Regions from separate parts of the Siniperca chuatsi genome. Here region 2 is linked to region 1. The links are chromatin contacts, called in public Hi-C maps. All regions are on one chromosome and are shown on one strand. Each heading gives the region's core, a stretch centred on a gene start, on an enhancer-like site or on the middle of the called end of the contact. The rest is flanking DNA. Distances are from core to core; before and after follow the strand shown. Region 1 holds the start of LOC122888538 (periostin-like). Region 2 has its middle 6.8 kb from the start of ugt5d1.

Region 1 (3,929 bases), core at 109-2,608:
ATAGCATCATAGACAGGAAGTTGTCTCCAAAGGGAGGAGGCCCTGTTGGAGACAGCTCAGCCTCCTTCTTGCTGCTGTCCTCCCTAGGATCAGGGAGGTCATGTGAGTTCATAAAGAGTGAATAAATCTGTGATGTACTGTAGCTTAATAAATGTGATTTCAGTTAAGCATTCAAAGAACAAAATCTGCTTTCTTTATTCTGCTGATTGCATACTATTTAATTATTATGTTTGAATGAGAAAACCTGCTATATGAATTTATTGTTTAAGAAACAAAACATTTACTGTATGTATACTGGCGTGCAAGATTTAGCTCTTAATTCAATGACATCAACATCATCAAGGGAGTGCTGACCTGCATGTCTCCAGTTTAGAAGCACACCTATTCGTGTTCACAAGTCAAGACTGTACATGATGATGCTGTTTCATGATGGATTTTCCCTTTGAAGCTGTATCAGATCTGGAGACAGAGACAGCTCTAGGGAAAAGTTGGGACTGGGAAACAGTTGAGCTGATGAACGATGAACATGACAGCAGGGAGGATGAATGGAGAAGAGGAGCTGGAGCACAAACAGAAGTTCAGGGGAGGAAAGGCTGGTGAAAATGATGAATCCACATCGTAAAAGTAATGAGGAGGAAAGTGGGATCCCAGGGGATGGATGATAAAAATACACTTAGGCTTCTGTCAAGCAAAGTGTAAACCTATCATCTACACAGATTCATCACCATGGATCTTTGAGTTTGATTTACAGCCTTATCAAGCCTATTTAAAAAATGCAGTCAATTTAATTCCCATATTTTGTTGCCAAATGTCCCAAGGACACATTTTAGAGGTGTGCTTACTGCCTGTGTGTGTGTGTGTGTGTGCGTGTGCTTAGGTGTGAGTGTGAAATAGAATGATGTTTAATTAGTCACTATAACTCTTTATTACTTTATGTGAATTTACTTATTTCTTTTTGCACATCTTTCAACTGTGATGTGAACTCCAAGAGTCTTCCCCTCTCAAAATACTCTATCAATCTTAAATGCATGGGTCAAAACTTCTGTGTTACATGGCAGTCTAACATACTTTTAAAGGACAATCCACATTAGGAAGACAAGCTGTCATTGTAGAGTGTAGAGCAATGTGAAGTTTGAGTTACAGGGTGTCCTCGGTGCTCTGGGATGTGATGGTGGTAAATGAGAAATTTATGAGAAATTCATGTGAAACAGTGTGAGGGAGGGGGAGACAATAAGCTCATGCTGAAATCAGAGCTAGAGGGAGGATTTAGACCGAAGAGAAGGGTGCATGCGGGTCAGAGCAGGATGTAATGGTATGGAAAAGACAGTGAGGGAGTAAAAAGAGAGTGGGTGGGTACGGGTGTGTGTTAGAGAGAGAGGGACTTGTTGGTATAAAAGCTCCCTCTCTCACTCGCACTCCCATATCTCCTGTGTAATTTTTGGAGGGTGCGCGTGTGTGTTTAAAAGACAAGAGGACTGTGTGTTTGTGCCCTTGCAGTATAGAGGACTGATAACTCCCCAGGATGCATCAGCTGCTACTGGTGACCTTAGTGCTGGTGGCACTCTGTTCTCTGGGGAGCGTGGATTCTTCAGCTTATGACAAGATAGTCACCCACAGTCGCATACGGGCCAGGAAGGAAGGGTAAGGAGATGGGACTGGGGGGGGGTAGAGAGGTGAGAGGCTGTGTGAGGGGAAAGAAAGGTGACACATGCAAAATATACCATTTATTGGATATTTTTGTTTGTTTTTAATTTTGCAGATAACTGGGGATTTTAACAATCCTGATAAACTTGTTTGCATTTGTCTGTAGATATGAGGACATACATTGCATGATTGGTAACAAGCTGACAGATATGTACCTATGTGCAAGTGTCCAAGTGTCAAGTATGTCAGATTTTATATTTATGCTATGTTTTAAGGTGGTTTTAAATCAGAGCGCTTAATTTAGGTTGAGAAACAGGTCAGCTGCATTGATGAAAATATTGATTCGAGCCACAATGGAAAATTCAATAGTGTCTCTCACATTCATCCACTCTTCAATTGTAAATACTGTGCTCAATTTGGGGTTTGAAATTGAAATGTTCCAATTAAGTTAAAGGAAGTTCATTGCTTTCTTAAATTAACTTCTATTAAGAAATTGTGATTAGACAAAATAAGGGTTTAAAGTATAAGCTTCAAATGATTGGTTGTTCAAACTAAGCGAAAGTATACATTGTGTGCACTGTAATGTATAAATCATGTTTTTCTCTACCTGCATGCACCCCTCCCTGTGTCATACATTCCCTTAACAACCCTTACCTCTTCTCTTCTCATCCTTCCTTCTTCACCTTACCTTTCTGTCTCCCCCTCCCCTCCTCCACCCTCACGTGCTCCCACATCCTGCCTCACCTGCCCATCCTCCCACCCTTGCTTCTCCCTTTCTTTGTCACCCCCACCCCCTCCTCTTACAGACCCAATGTGTGCGCTCTACAGCAGGTCCTGGGGACTAAAAAGAAGTACTTCAGCACATGTAGGAACTGGTACAAAGGCTCTATCTGTGGCAAGAAGGCGTAAGTCTTTACCAAAAGATTGAATGAATCGAATAACTACATGTTTTTATTCTATTTAATCTTTTTTAAATTTGCACAGAACTTAAAGTGCACACCACTCCCAGCTTCCAAACATCGTGCACACAAACAACAGTAGTTCAGAATGCACAAAACTCCTCAGCTGTTTCCTGCCCCCCTCTTTATTATGTTTCAAAAAAGCAGAGGTCAGCCCTGTCTAACCCTAGTTTTCTGGACCCTCGGGCTCTTTCTGTCTTGAATTACCTGAACATGTAGCTGTCTCACTTTTTTCTCTGAACCTTCACAAAAAAACATGTAGCTGTCTCACTTTCTTCTCTGAACCTTCACAAAAAAAGAAGCAGGGTTCATGATCACGATGATGATTGAATATTTAAATTTCAGAAATTTTGTCTTTTTAAGGATTTTGAGAGATTTGAGAGAAGACTGCATATCTGACTGAAAAATTAATTCTATATGCTTTTAGTCTTTGTGTGCATTTGGGTGAAACGGTGGATATATTGCAGCTCTAGTTTCACCAGATTTGGGTTCTTGGCATGGGTAGTGGGTACTTGATTTATGCTGTATGTTTGTGCATGCAAGTGTGTGTGTGTGTGTGTGTGTGTCTCATACTGAGTTTTGAAAAGTTATTATTTTGAGGCAAATTATCCCCCTTGTGAGCTGTAAAGAACTACAGCTAAGATCATTTTAATACTGCTGGTTTGGAGTGGGAGTGATAGCTGTTGCAGAATTTAGTGATACACTATAAAAATGAGTTTCTGCCTGTTGAAAAATGCCATATTTGAAGATATTAATAATCTAAAATGTTTGGTTACCAGAAAGAGTAGAGTGCATGAGTGGTTTTAGATTTTTGGGCTTCTGCAGGACATATAATATCAGCGGGCATGTTGTTGATGGATTTAAGTCAGTGTAATATTTCTTGTGACATGATGTGTAGAATGAGCAGAGATTAGAGTAAAAATATAGCCGCTGATGTGTTGATGGAGTGTAAGGCTCAGCTGGAGCTGTTCTGCCTTTTACAGTAGGTGACTAAAGCACGCACACTCTTTCTCTCACTCTCTATCACACAAACACATGCACATACAAGAACACACACACACACACACACACACACCTTCTCTTAGTCATGCAATCAGCTGTAACACATGCTGCTGTGTTAAAATAAGCCTGAAGATGAGAGAGAGAATGGATTAAAGATTGATTGAGTCCAGAAGTGAGTAATTTTCTCCCAACACAATACACCGCTACTGAGATAACATGACACCATGGGCACCACCCAGCAATTACTAAAAAAAAGACAAGATAATATAACATGAGGGTACATAGCAGGAAGATAAGAGGGTTTCTAAGGAACAAATCCCATTC
Region 2 (3,915 bases), core at 561-3,060, 45 kb after region 1:
ATAAAGACCCCACACAGTAATGGAGCCAGTTGCATCGTTTACAGTCTATAAAGTGTGGAAGTTACTGACACAAAGCAATATCTGTGTTGCTTTTTGCTCACTGACTGACTCTCTCAGACGTACAGAATATTTGACTGATGAGTCTAACATGTATTTCAGTTGCAGATATTCACAGAAAAGCACAAAAAAGAGAAAAACTGCCATGTACAGGCAGTATTAGCATTAACTATAAATGCATAACATCTACTCCATTCTCAACAAGGTCCAAAGTTCAGCAGCTTTTAACAACATTTACCTCTGCTTTACTTTCTGCACCGTGGAGTCAGTTCAATCATCTGGGAGAGATCAAAAACTCCTCAAGGTTTATGATTTCATTCTATTTCGCCATCTTCATCACTGGACAGGATTCAGCGCGGGCCCCTCACTGACCCCTGCACGTGTGCGCACAAATGCAAAGTCGCACGCACGTGTGAACACAGTGATTATTTTTCCATCCATAACACTCAATCTGTCTTCCATTCTGGACATGGAGAACGTCACTGTAGCACTGACAGCTCTCTGGAGAGGGCATTCGAATGCAACACATGCACGCATTCACACATTCAAATGCACATGCACACACATAGTACTGATGATGGTTATGATGACTGGGATGATTAATTAGTGATATCTAATGCATTCTTATTTCTGATATCTGATTCTTGTAATCAGACAGGTGCTTTATTTTTTTAAGAAGCAGGCTCTTCTAGCAGACTCAGGTTGTTAGCTTTGCACTGGGAAGTCCTGATCTCTTACTTAAATGAGAGTGTTAAGCAACAATGAATGAATAGTGTTCATATGAGTTACCACAGGATATAAGAAAATTATTTGTTTAAACCTCATGCACAAAATACTACCACATTACTTGATTTATATTAACAGTGCTTGGTAAACCTGTAGTGGTGGATTAACAGTTGTTAAAGAGTAGTCTGTTCACCCCTCATTCATTTGAAAAAAATGATGTTTCTGGGTGAGGTAGGAGTCAAACATTCACTTTTAGAAAACAACAAGCGTATTGTAAGGTGACAAAAACTTGAAAGCTCTCACAGGCCCATTCAAAGAAAGCAATCTGTGCAGGTTGTTATTTTGTACTATAATCTTCACAGACAACATTGAACTCTGTGGTCATCACTTACTGGCTAACAAAGAGCATACACAGGAAGAGGAAAGGGCATGTCCGCCGTGCGTCATTCCACATGGGAATAACTTTTGCTCTTACTGGTAAAATTCCACTTTGTTGAGACACTTTACTCACTTAACTGTATCCTTTTAGAAAATACTAAAGGCCAAATTTGAAACTATGCAGTGCTCCAGCTGTCAGACCTGATCATAAACTTTGTATTATGCATTTCACACAACAGTAAGCTGTGTGTATCGTTATATTTCTACTGATTGCTGTGCATTCAGCTGTGGGGATGGGGATCCTTGTGAAGTTGTCCTCATACGTCTAATATGCCAATATTCTATTCATGGGCTTTTAATGTGCTGCATAAACTCTCTGAATGTGTTTCTTATGTCATGACAGACTATGGACTGTTCAGAGTTCGACCCAGAGTATGTGAGCGGGCATGCGCTCTTATCAAAGAGGGATACCTGATATCCATTTACAGCCTGAAAAAAACACTAATTGTATTTTATTTACTGTATATAACATACACAGTGAGAGAGATTTGTAGCCCCATAAACAACCATTTAGGACATAAACCAAACAATATGTGAATCTGTACAACACATTAACTGAGCACAGGCTAAAAATCATGTATGTTGTGTATGAGTGTGTGTTTAGGCACCAAAGTTATAGTCAGAAGTGTTTTGCATGAAACAGGCCTGTGTTTAGGCACGAGGACTTCATGCAGAACACAGAATAGTTCTGTCACACCTACTTCAAAGATCTCTGTAACTTCCTACGGCTTAACGTTTACACTGGAGAATCTTTTGTAAATATGCATAAACAGTAAAAAGGTTAAGGTCACAGCGTGATGTAAGCAGTGGAGAAATCAATTCATGACGCCACTACCACACACACACCAAAACCGCTACCACTACCTCACACTAGGCAGCAGAAGCAGTAGTAGTAGTGTTTAAAAAAAGAAAATGAACAAATGATTTATTCAAACATGTCAATTTATGTAAGTAGTGACTAAGTGAAATGGATCAGTTGAAGTTGATAAAAAATACATTTAACCAAGACCACGATCTTTCCCTTATTTTAACCAAATAGTTTAAGTTGCTTTAATTACACTTTAACCATACTGTAGTTGCCATTGCATGGCTATTGAAGAAATAAGATATTAAAGTGCAAAAGGACTAGATATCAGAGTCATAGCTGTGCCATAGAGAGACAATGCATTCATTCAACAGAATGCTGGCATTGTATCATCACTGCTGTATCATCACTATATTATTTAGCAAGGACTTGGAGGAATTGATCCGCATTACAAGCAGCAATTTACTCCAGTTGTATTCTGTTGTTGCTCTTGTTGCAGCTGATCCAGACATTTAGACACTGCTAGCTCCATGAAACATCTACTGGACAGATTGGCACAAAATTTGGTACAAACATTCATTGTTCCCAGATTATGAATCCTAATGACTTTGGTGATCATCTGACCTGACACCACCATGAGGTTGACGTTTGTGGTTTTGAGTAAAATGTCTCAACAACTATTAGATGGATTGCCATGAAATTAGCTACACACATTCAAGCCCAGCTGAGGATAAATTGTAATCACTTTGACCAATATTTTGGTTTATGAGCAAATACCTGCAAAACTAATGACATTCACAGAGCCAGTCTAAGAAACATAAGCTACACTACCTATGCCCTGTACTCACCCACCTTAAAATCCCACTCAGGATCAGTTTAAGCTATAATTTTGTCCCTAGGCCCCAGACTCAGACTGTTCCTCCCATCCTCAGTGATGTCTGTGCTGCATCATAGCATGGACACCAGTTAACCACTTATTAACTTTCAAGCCCCAAGCTAGAGCCAAATATCTGTCTCCCACTCAAAAGGAGTCTCAACTCCTTCCTTAGAGCAACACTCCTGTAGACAGACCCAATGCATCACATGGACGCAGATATCAATGTATTCATTCTCAAATTATTTTCCAGACTGTCCACACAACCTCCCACAATACACATACACGCAAAACAGAAATCAGAAATTTTATTCTTCTTCTACATGTCTTTTTTTTCTGTCTTTGTGTCTTTCAGGTTGTGATATCAAGGCATCAATCGATGCTGGTCATCCTCTCAAATACACAGCAAATGGATTCTCCTCTACTTTTACACTGAGAATAAAATGGGAAAACGTCTACCTCGGCTTCATCTTTGGTTCCACAGTGAGTTTCAGTTATGATAAGATCTTTCTTTTAATGGAAAAGCTTGTAAAAATGATTACACACCTCCCTGCCTTCCTGTGTGTGTGTGTGCAAGCACTGGTGCATTCATTCATGCCAGTGTTTACCTCAACCACGCATGGTCCAATGTGTGACCATTATTTTGCTGTAGAGATATGCCAAGGAAAATCAAAGAAATGTCCTTTCCAAAATCATGTCTACTTCCATGCACTCATAGTCAATAAAATTCATGTTGCGTCTCATACAGCCGGCTCTAATTTCTTTTTTTTTTTGTCTTCTTTTTTGGCCCAGAGTTTGTTTTTAGAAGCCCACCACACAGTTCAGGAAACAGGATAAAAGCTGCTTACATAAGTGACCCACAACCAATAGAAATAGTAATTTTCCGCTGTGCCAATGCTTGTTCAAACACACATGCATATATGTATGTACACACATATTGTAATGTAATACTAAGAGCATCATGTATAATAATTATGAGATTTAAGGTTCAGCATATACCAACCCAATCTTACAG

Evidence for each region. Hi-C and Micro-C count contacts between places; a contact is called where the count stands out from the background.
Region 2: a contact with region 1 is called in a Hi-C map of an unstated tissue, with 6 times the contacts expected there. The contact joins the enhancer-like site here to the promoter of LOC122888538 in region 1. A contact is called at or near these places in 2 of 3 Hi-C or Micro-C datasets (liver and an unstated tissue).

What each region holds. Positions count from the first base shown.
Region 1 is chrLG14:14,936,793-14,940,721 of ASM2008510v1, forward strand. It overlaps LOC122888538 (periostin-like), which reads left to right and starts at 1,359. Exons shown (of 23, transcript XM_044223114.1): 1 at 1,359-1,641; 2 at 2,451-2,549. The coding sequence starts at 1,523.
Region 2 is chrLG14:14,981,296-14,985,210 of ASM2008510v1, forward strand. No RefSeq gene overlaps it. Among protein-coding and RNA genes, the nearest start is that of ugt5d1, 6.8 kb to the left of the region's middle. Within about 2 kb of position 1,811, the one cell type or tissue checked has an H3K27ac peak away from gene starts, as active enhancers do. A contact at or near this core is called in liver, where this site is marked.